Regions from separate parts of the Mus musculus genome. Here region 1 is linked to region 2. Evidence: chromatin contacts called from public HiChIP or PLAC-seq data. All regions are on one chromosome and are shown on one strand. The core of a region is the stretch at or near the end of the contact, and the rest is flanking DNA. Distances in the headings are between cores, read along the strand shown. Region 1 overlaps Frmd4a (FERM domain containing 4A). Region 2 overlaps Frmd4a (FERM domain containing 4A).

Region 1 (3,833 bases), core at 541-3,040, 240 kb before region 2:
GACAGTGTGGCAGCTGAGGGGGCTTTCAGAAAGGTTTGCTCATGTTTTCGTGGATGGTTTAGGAAGCACAGAGCTCAGGCTGGAACCAAGACAAATATATCCTCCAAGGTTTCCCTCCAGCAACCTGCCTTTGCTAGATAAGTCCCATGTCACAAAGGTTCCTCAATGTCCCCAAATGGCAGCACCAGTTGGGTCCGAACATTCAACAAACGTATGTGCGTGAGTGTGTGCGTGCGTGTGTGTGGATGTGTGTGTGTTTGTATGTCTGTGTCTTTCTGTATGTATATGTGTGTCTGTGTCTCTCTCTGTGTGTTTACACATGTGTCTGTGTGTGTATCTCTCTGTGTATGTGTGTGTGTATGTCTGTGTACGTGTGTGTCTGCGTCTCTCTGTGTATATGTGTGTGTGCATGTGTCTGTATCTGTGTGTGTGTGTATCTCTCTGTGTGTATGTGTGTGTGTGCCTGTGTCTGTGTGTATGTGTGTACATGTGTGTTTGTGTGTGTCTGTGCTTGTGTGTGTGTTTCTGTGTGTGTATGTGTGTGTGTTTGTATGTCTGTGTCTTTCTGTGTGTATATGTGTGTCTGTGTCTCTCTGTGTGTATGTGTGTGTGCATGTGTCTGCATCTGTGTGTATCTATCTGTGTGTGCGTGTGTATAATTCAGATTTAAGCCACATCAGCAGAGAAAGAGTAAGGACAAAGAAATAACAAATGATAAGCAAAATGTCATAAAACTTCAGGTGTGGGGTCTCACCCCCCAACACAGCCAGGTTTCAGGCTACTTCCTGTCTTTCCCTGTCTACACAGAAAGTGGATAAAGCATGGCTGCTGATTTGCTTGTCTCTTAATGACAAAAACCCACCAGTGACCTCCCAAGCCTGGCAGGGAAGGCTTATCGCCATAGTAATGTTTGAGTGGAAGCCCACGGGGTCTGAAATAGCCCAGTTTTCCAAGTCCTGTGTCTTTATCCCGTTTGCCTTAGTCCTCAACTAAAGCACAGAGATGTCCTGTGTACCCCCCTCCTCAGCCCCCCTCCTCAGCCCCAGGTTTCTCCTGAAGACTATCTCCTAAGAGCCCAACACTCCACTTCTCCCTTCCGCGCTGCGGTAATGGAGAAGTAAATGAGGCGGCAGCCCTGCTGTCTCAGGCGCCCGCTTCCGTTTTCATGGACGTCTACCATCTGGCAGTCAAGTCCAAGGAGGTGCAGAAATGACAAGCATGGCTAGGAGAGAGGTGGAAGGGAGGGAGAGCAAGAGAGGGAGAGCAAGAGAGGGAGAGGGGAGGGGGAGCGGAGGGGGAAAGGGAGAGAGAGAGAGAGAGAGAGAGAGAGAGCAATCCTCCTCTTGACAGAAATCGGAAAGCAGTTTCCTGTTAACCTTTATCACCAAGACAACAGACTGGAAAATCCTGGAGGCTTGGGGCCTGGCATGTGTTTGTTCATAACCTTGGGCGTTTAATTCATCCTGAACTTTCGATCTGTGCTAGGAAACTCTGAAGTGAAATGTCTGGATGAAAAGAGACCCGAGACATCTCTATTCCCACCCTGGCCGGGCACAAGGTTGAAGAGATTTCTGGGGAAATGAGGGGACTCGATGGTTTGCAAGAAAAGTTGAGGTTGCCCTTTCCTCTCTCCCCCTCCAAAAAACTAGGTCTGGTGCTTTTATGAACATCTGGTTTGTGGTCCTCTGTGTCAGTAGGGGGCACTGTTGCTCCTCCTTAACTGCCCATGTAGGGAAGGGATGGCTTCCTCAAACAGTTTACAAAGAACCTTCTGAGTTTCTGAGTGAGTCCAGGGAAAACAAAAGATGTATCTTCCGCTGCAAGGGTCTATACAGGCAACCCCAAGTCTGCTCGGCATTAACCGTATCTTTACAATGCGTGAATGTCTGGGCCTTGCTGGCTTCAAAGTCAGCCAGTTCATACAGCTAGTAAGCTACCCATGGCCATCAGAGCTCTAACTCTCAAATATGACTAAGGGGCCCAAAGTCTCACTTCTACAACCTCTACTGACTCTCAAATGCTGCCACCATCTCTTCTCTCATGGTCCCCTACCTTTCTGACCAGAGACATGTTCCAGATGACATGGGAAAGGCCCTAGGTTGGAAAGCCCATTGAAATCATAGTCATTTAAATTAGCCAATCCCAAGCCTGTTTTCCCAGCGCGGCAGTGGCTTTCCATAGAAAGCCCAGTAGAGGATACTGCCTTCTTTTCCCCCCTTTGCCTCCCAACTCTCCCGGCACCATGTGACATCACCTCTTCTCCTGGGCTCTGTCACAGGACACTTTCAACCCTTGATCTGTTGGCTTCATCATACTTGAACAGCAAGGCAAACCCCTCCCTGTGTGTGAATGCACTTGTGTCTGTGGAGGATAGAGGAGTGCTTGGCAGAGTCATCTCTCTCTGTCCACCACCTGGGTTCCAGGGAGGGAACTCAGGTCACCAGGCCTGGCAGCTGTCAGGCCCAAAGGAAACTCCATTTCCCTGAATTCTGGTGGCTAGACAAAAGCCAGCATTCCCCAGGAACCCATGAAGCTGCTTCCCTCTCTACCAAAGAGCCATCCCCTTATCACTGGCACAAGGCACACATCTGTGGTGCTTACTCATATACTAAAGTGCACGCTGGCTTCCAGGCTCCCAGCATCACAAGTACAAGCACACATTTCAGAGTCCATGCTAGCATCCTGGCTCTTCTCAGCGCTGCCTTTAGCTCATGGGCTTCCCTCCCCAGATACTCACTTCTCTTTATAGCCCTGCTATTTCAGCACCCCCTCTCCATTTTGCTCCATGTTGGTCTTCTCCTTCTCTTTCTCTCTCCTCTAACCCCATGGTCAAAGCCAGTCTGCTGGTCGTGTTCTATTGCCTTCTCTGCTCTATGCTCTTCCAGATGCCTCTGGCTGTTTTCTTCCTCACACCTATAATAAACCCTTCCCCTTAACCATACCTTTGAGCTGGCCATGCCCTCAGCTTATTCAGTCTTACTCCCCCCCTCCCCCGCCCCGCGCCAGTCATTTCTCCAGCCCACAAAATGTACATATTAAAATAAGTTATTTTCCACACACACCAGGGATAATCTTAGTGCTTTCTTCTGAGCTGAAAGGAGCAACCGTCTAGGCTGAGGTCAAAGCCAGCCAGAATGGTAACCTCCAGGAGCCATGTCACACCCACAGCAGCTCAGAGGACTCGGGACTCAGTATTTTATCCTAGTCTGAAGTTGAGGTATGTACTCCATTCTGGTTGCTTGAATGATTATACATCTAGACCTGCCTGCAGCCTTGGGGAATGGCATCTCTTTTTTACCTCACAGAGGCTATGAGCTAAGGCTGTAACACACTGACCTCTATCCAGATGACGTCAGCCAGCGAGAGCTCTGCCAGGCCCCTGCCCTGCTGCCACTCTTGCAGCTAGCTACCTCTTGGCACTTGGGGAACCACTGAATATTTACAGCAAATGTTAATTAAACGGGCCAGTGGTTTCATTTTGTAATGAACACAAATGTCACATTTGGAACGCTGACTTTCGGTGGTGAAGAGGGGGTGATAATAATGTGGATGGTAAGCTGTGGATTTCTGCAGCCAAGTGCCTCTGATGCTTAGGATTTCAGAGGCTTTACTTTGTAACCAGGGACCCAGCTGAATTAAGGCAAGGTCGGGTTAGCTAGGCACCTCCAATAAGACACCATTGTCCTTTCAAGGAACAGGAAGTAGCAACTATAGTCTCAATCACGGAGAGAGACATCTTCAGGGCCAGAGAATCTTCTTCTAGATAATAGCCAGTCCCTTGTTGTCGATTTCCTATTGTTTATTTCAGTTTGTTGTTCATAAAACTCAAGGTC
Region 2 (3,428 bases), core at 393-2,892:
CCACCACTGGTGAGGCCCTGGCAGGATTGTGGGCTCAAGCTGACCTCATCAGTAGAAGGCAGAGGTTTCCCATGCTCATCCTTCTCTTGGTGATGATGTTGGGTTGATCTTATTATCTCTGGATAGTTCACAGATATGGAAATTAAGGCTCAGAGCGTATAATGGACATATCCCAAATTTAAGTTTATTTATTTAAATTTAACTGTGATGATGCTAATGTTCTTTCTACGGCACCGCAAAAGACCACATCTGGTGAGGATGTCCAGAAAGCAGAACCCTGACTTACGACTAGTGGGGCTGCAAAATAGTTAAATCACTGTGGAAATCAGAATAGAAGTCTCAAAACACTAAACACATAACCACGAAGTGGCCCAGCTGTACTGCTCCTGGGTATCACCCAGAGGCCTATATGTTTTACGACAGATAAGCCAGCATGCCTTGCTCACTATTGCATTACAGTAAAGGAATGTCTAACAACAGATGAATGGAGAAAAAGTCTTATGATACCTACACACAATGGAATTTTGTTTAGCTGTGAAAGAAAAAATGACATTATAATATTTGCAGCAAAATGAGTAGAAGTGGGCACTACTATATTAAGTGAAATATCTCAGATCTAAAATGATGAATACTGCATATTTTTTTTCATATGTGGCTCCTGCATTTGAGAGAGAGAGAGAACTAGAAAAGGAACCAGATGTCTTTAGCTAGAGGTAGGGGGTGGTAAGAAAAAATATAACAGAATTTATAGACTTGGAAAAGGAAGGAGAATTGGTAGGGGGTGGGGGCAGGGGCAGGGGCAGGGGCAGGGGTAGGGGCAGGGGCAGGGGCAGGGGCAGGGGCAGGGGCAGGGGCAGGGGCAGGGGCAGGGGTGGGCAGGGTCCCAAAGAAGGGAGAAGGGACGAGAAGCAATAAAAAGCAATGTATGCAGAGCTTATGTAAGGCCCGTTATTGTGTTTACCAGTTTAAGAGAAAGATAATAATAAAACAATGTCAACTAAAACAAAGATCCTATGTCCTATACTTGAAGCACATAGTGTCATTTAAAGGCCCTCCCTGCAGTTCTTTGGGAAGCCACCAGGGTTCAGCTGAACATGGGTCAGAGTTCTCTGCCATCTGCATAGTATCCCATCACACAGGCTCGCCTGGGGGTTTCACAGACTCCCAGCTGGCATGTGTTCTCCAGACTATGTATTCTAACCCCTGAGGATTATCTATTGGCCTCAGCAGAGAAGACACCACGGCCCAGATATGAGCGTGGGGGTCTCCTGTTACAGATATGCCATTAAAATCCTGCCGGGGCTTGGGAAGCACACTAAAAACTAAGAATCTAAAATAGACATTTTACAGCTTCCCTGAGACTTTTGAGCCTAACTGAGCAGTTTAAAAGCTTAAGAGCAGCATTGTATCAGCCGAGGGATTTGAAAAATCAAGTCAGGTTCTTCCTGCTACTTAACTCAGTGCCAAACATAATGATTTTGCAATCAAAAGCTCACAAGCAATTTTGCCAGGAAGCGCTCACTGACGGAATCCTCTTTGTTTCTCCTAAGGTGGCTGGGAGCTGGGGTACAACAGTGGCTGAGTGTGTTGCCCTTGTAAAATATGACTCACAAGCATTTACAGAAGAGATATTGAGCCCCTAAAAATAGGTTGTTTTTATATTGGCGTTTTCCCTAGCTACAGCCTCGCTGAAAGAATGCGTGTCCCCAGCTCCACTCTCCCTTCATGGAGCTGTTTAAATGACTTGTTGTTATGGTCACTTCCTGTAGCGTCTGAAATATTTCTCCTTGTAAAACCCTATCACAAGTCATGCAAACACTATCACAAGTCCCTCCACCTTACATTGCTATGGTCATCTGAACAGGCTTGGGACAATATATATTCTTGCACAATCACAAAGCATAATCTTCTTGCAGGAATTTTAAAGGCACTTTATTGGGACCAGCTGGTGAACTTTGGGCCTCAGAAAACCGTGTCTATTTTGAGCATGGAGGAGATAGTTCATTTGTTGCATTGCTGGCAGAGGCAAGTTAAGAATACAAGGCTGCAGTAGTTGGACTAGCTCCTATCAATGCTCCCACGCATATGGGGACTACTATGTTGCTTATAAACATTTCATCCATGCTGCCTAACTTGCAGGAGAGGGAATGCCACTTCCACCCAGTCAGGGGACTCCTGGGAGCTGTGCTTCTTTAAACCTGTCGCTGTGTCTTGTTGGACAGTGGTTGCCTTTCCTCCAGCTGTGAGACTTTCAGGGTGGAGGCCGTCATATAGGCGTTGGCACTTTTTAAATGAGATTTCCAAGACCAAGATAGGTAGGGAGCCACTTGAGTCCTCCAACTTAAGTAGGAAAACGTCCTGAAGAAATGACCACAATCAAATGCTAAATAGTATCTGGGAAATGGCCCAGCCAATACAGTTCTTGTAGCATAAGCATGGGGACCTGTGCTGAACCCTCAGAAGCCACCTTCTTTTAAAAAATCCTGTTATTATGGTATGTGCTTGTAATCACAGCCCTCAGGTGGTGGAGAGAGGTGAGTCTCTGGGTTTCCTGGTCAGCCATTGTAGTCAAATTAGCAAGCTTTGGGTTAGCCAAGGTGGAGGGTACCAGAGGAACAACACTAAAGGCTGACATCTGACTTCTTGCACACACTTGCACATGCACTCCACGGACACATATGCACTCCACCACAAATATGTAAATACATACCAACATTCAAAAAGCTCCATAAACAAGCATACATACATAAGCATACATAAGCATGGCCTAACCGTGCTTAACTTTATGAAACAAAGAAGCAGTATGTCATGAAAGAAGACAGAAATGTACTTTGCTCCTCTGGATGTCCGCTGGCACAGAACCAAGGTCTGAATAAATAAAAAGAGGGAGTTGTAATGCTTTCTTACCCATATAATGGCTTAGTGGTGACCATAGTCCTAGCTCCCAGTTTCCCTTGCTAACATCGCCAGAAGAAGGTGTATATGTGAGTGTCTGTGTGACTATGTGCTTATGTGTGTGTGTGTGTGTGTGTGTGTGTGTGGTGAGCAGTGCCATCTGACAGGTCTATCTTTTGCACGTGGACCACAACAGCAGGGGTTGGAAACAACATATATGCTTTCAGAAGACAAAGTCAGAGTTGCCTGGCTCTGGTCACCTGAGGCAGAGGGGATTCATCTTAGCAGGGAAAACTGCTCTAGGAGTTGGTGGGAAGCTATGTGCTTCTGCCCAGTTTCTCTAACAATTGACTATGGCGGCAGGCAACTGTGGCCACTTGGAATGGGAAGATGTGCATTTGCACCTGTGAGTTCTAGAGCCTAAGACCAAGGGTCTGGCTGAACATGGCTCACATAGGTTCTCAGTATTTGTGAAGAAGCAAGCAGGTGATTCCAGCAAGACTGCACTAGGAAAGTTCTCTTCCAGCCCAAAT

What was found. HiChIP or PLAC-seq counts read pairs in DNA pulled down with a chosen protein or histone mark.
Region 1: a contact with region 2 is called in an H3K27ac HiChIP or PLAC-seq map of heart atrium, with 10 times the contacts expected there. The contact joins two enhancer-like sites. A contact is called at or near these places in 1 of 484 Hi-C or Micro-C datasets (bone marrow-derived macrophages) and 4 of 115 datasets of contacts at active chromatin or transcription factors (cardiomyocytes, fibro-adipogenic progenitors, heart atrium and 1 more).

The regions. Positions count from the first base shown.
Region 1 is chr2:4,490,603-4,494,435 of GRCm38.p6, reverse strand. The region is part of intron 4 of Frmd4a (FERM domain containing 4A); the gene reads right to left. All of the region lies in intron 3 of Gm39751 (a long non-coding RNA gene), which reads left to right. Among named protein-coding and RNA genes, the nearest start is that of Gm39751, 21 kb to the left of the region's middle. Within about 2 kb of position 1,790, at least 83 of the 459 cell types and tissues checked have an H3K27ac peak or open chromatin away from gene starts, as enhancers often do. A contact at or near this core is called in heart atrium and pancreatic cancer cells, where this site is marked.
Region 2 is chr2:4,251,270-4,254,697 of GRCm38.p6, reverse strand. All of the region lies in intron 1 of Frmd4a (FERM domain containing 4A), which reads right to left. Gm39752 (a long non-coding RNA gene) reads right to left here. Exons shown (of 2, transcript XR_865942.2): 2 at 1-3,428. Among named protein-coding and RNA genes, the nearest start is that of Gm39752, 5.6 kb to the right of the region's middle. RefSeq lists an enhancer at 761-2,679. Within about 2 kb of position 1,642, at least 90 of the 459 cell types and tissues checked have an H3K27ac peak or open chromatin away from gene starts, as enhancers often do. A contact at or near this core is called in heart atrium and pancreatic cancer cells, where this site is marked.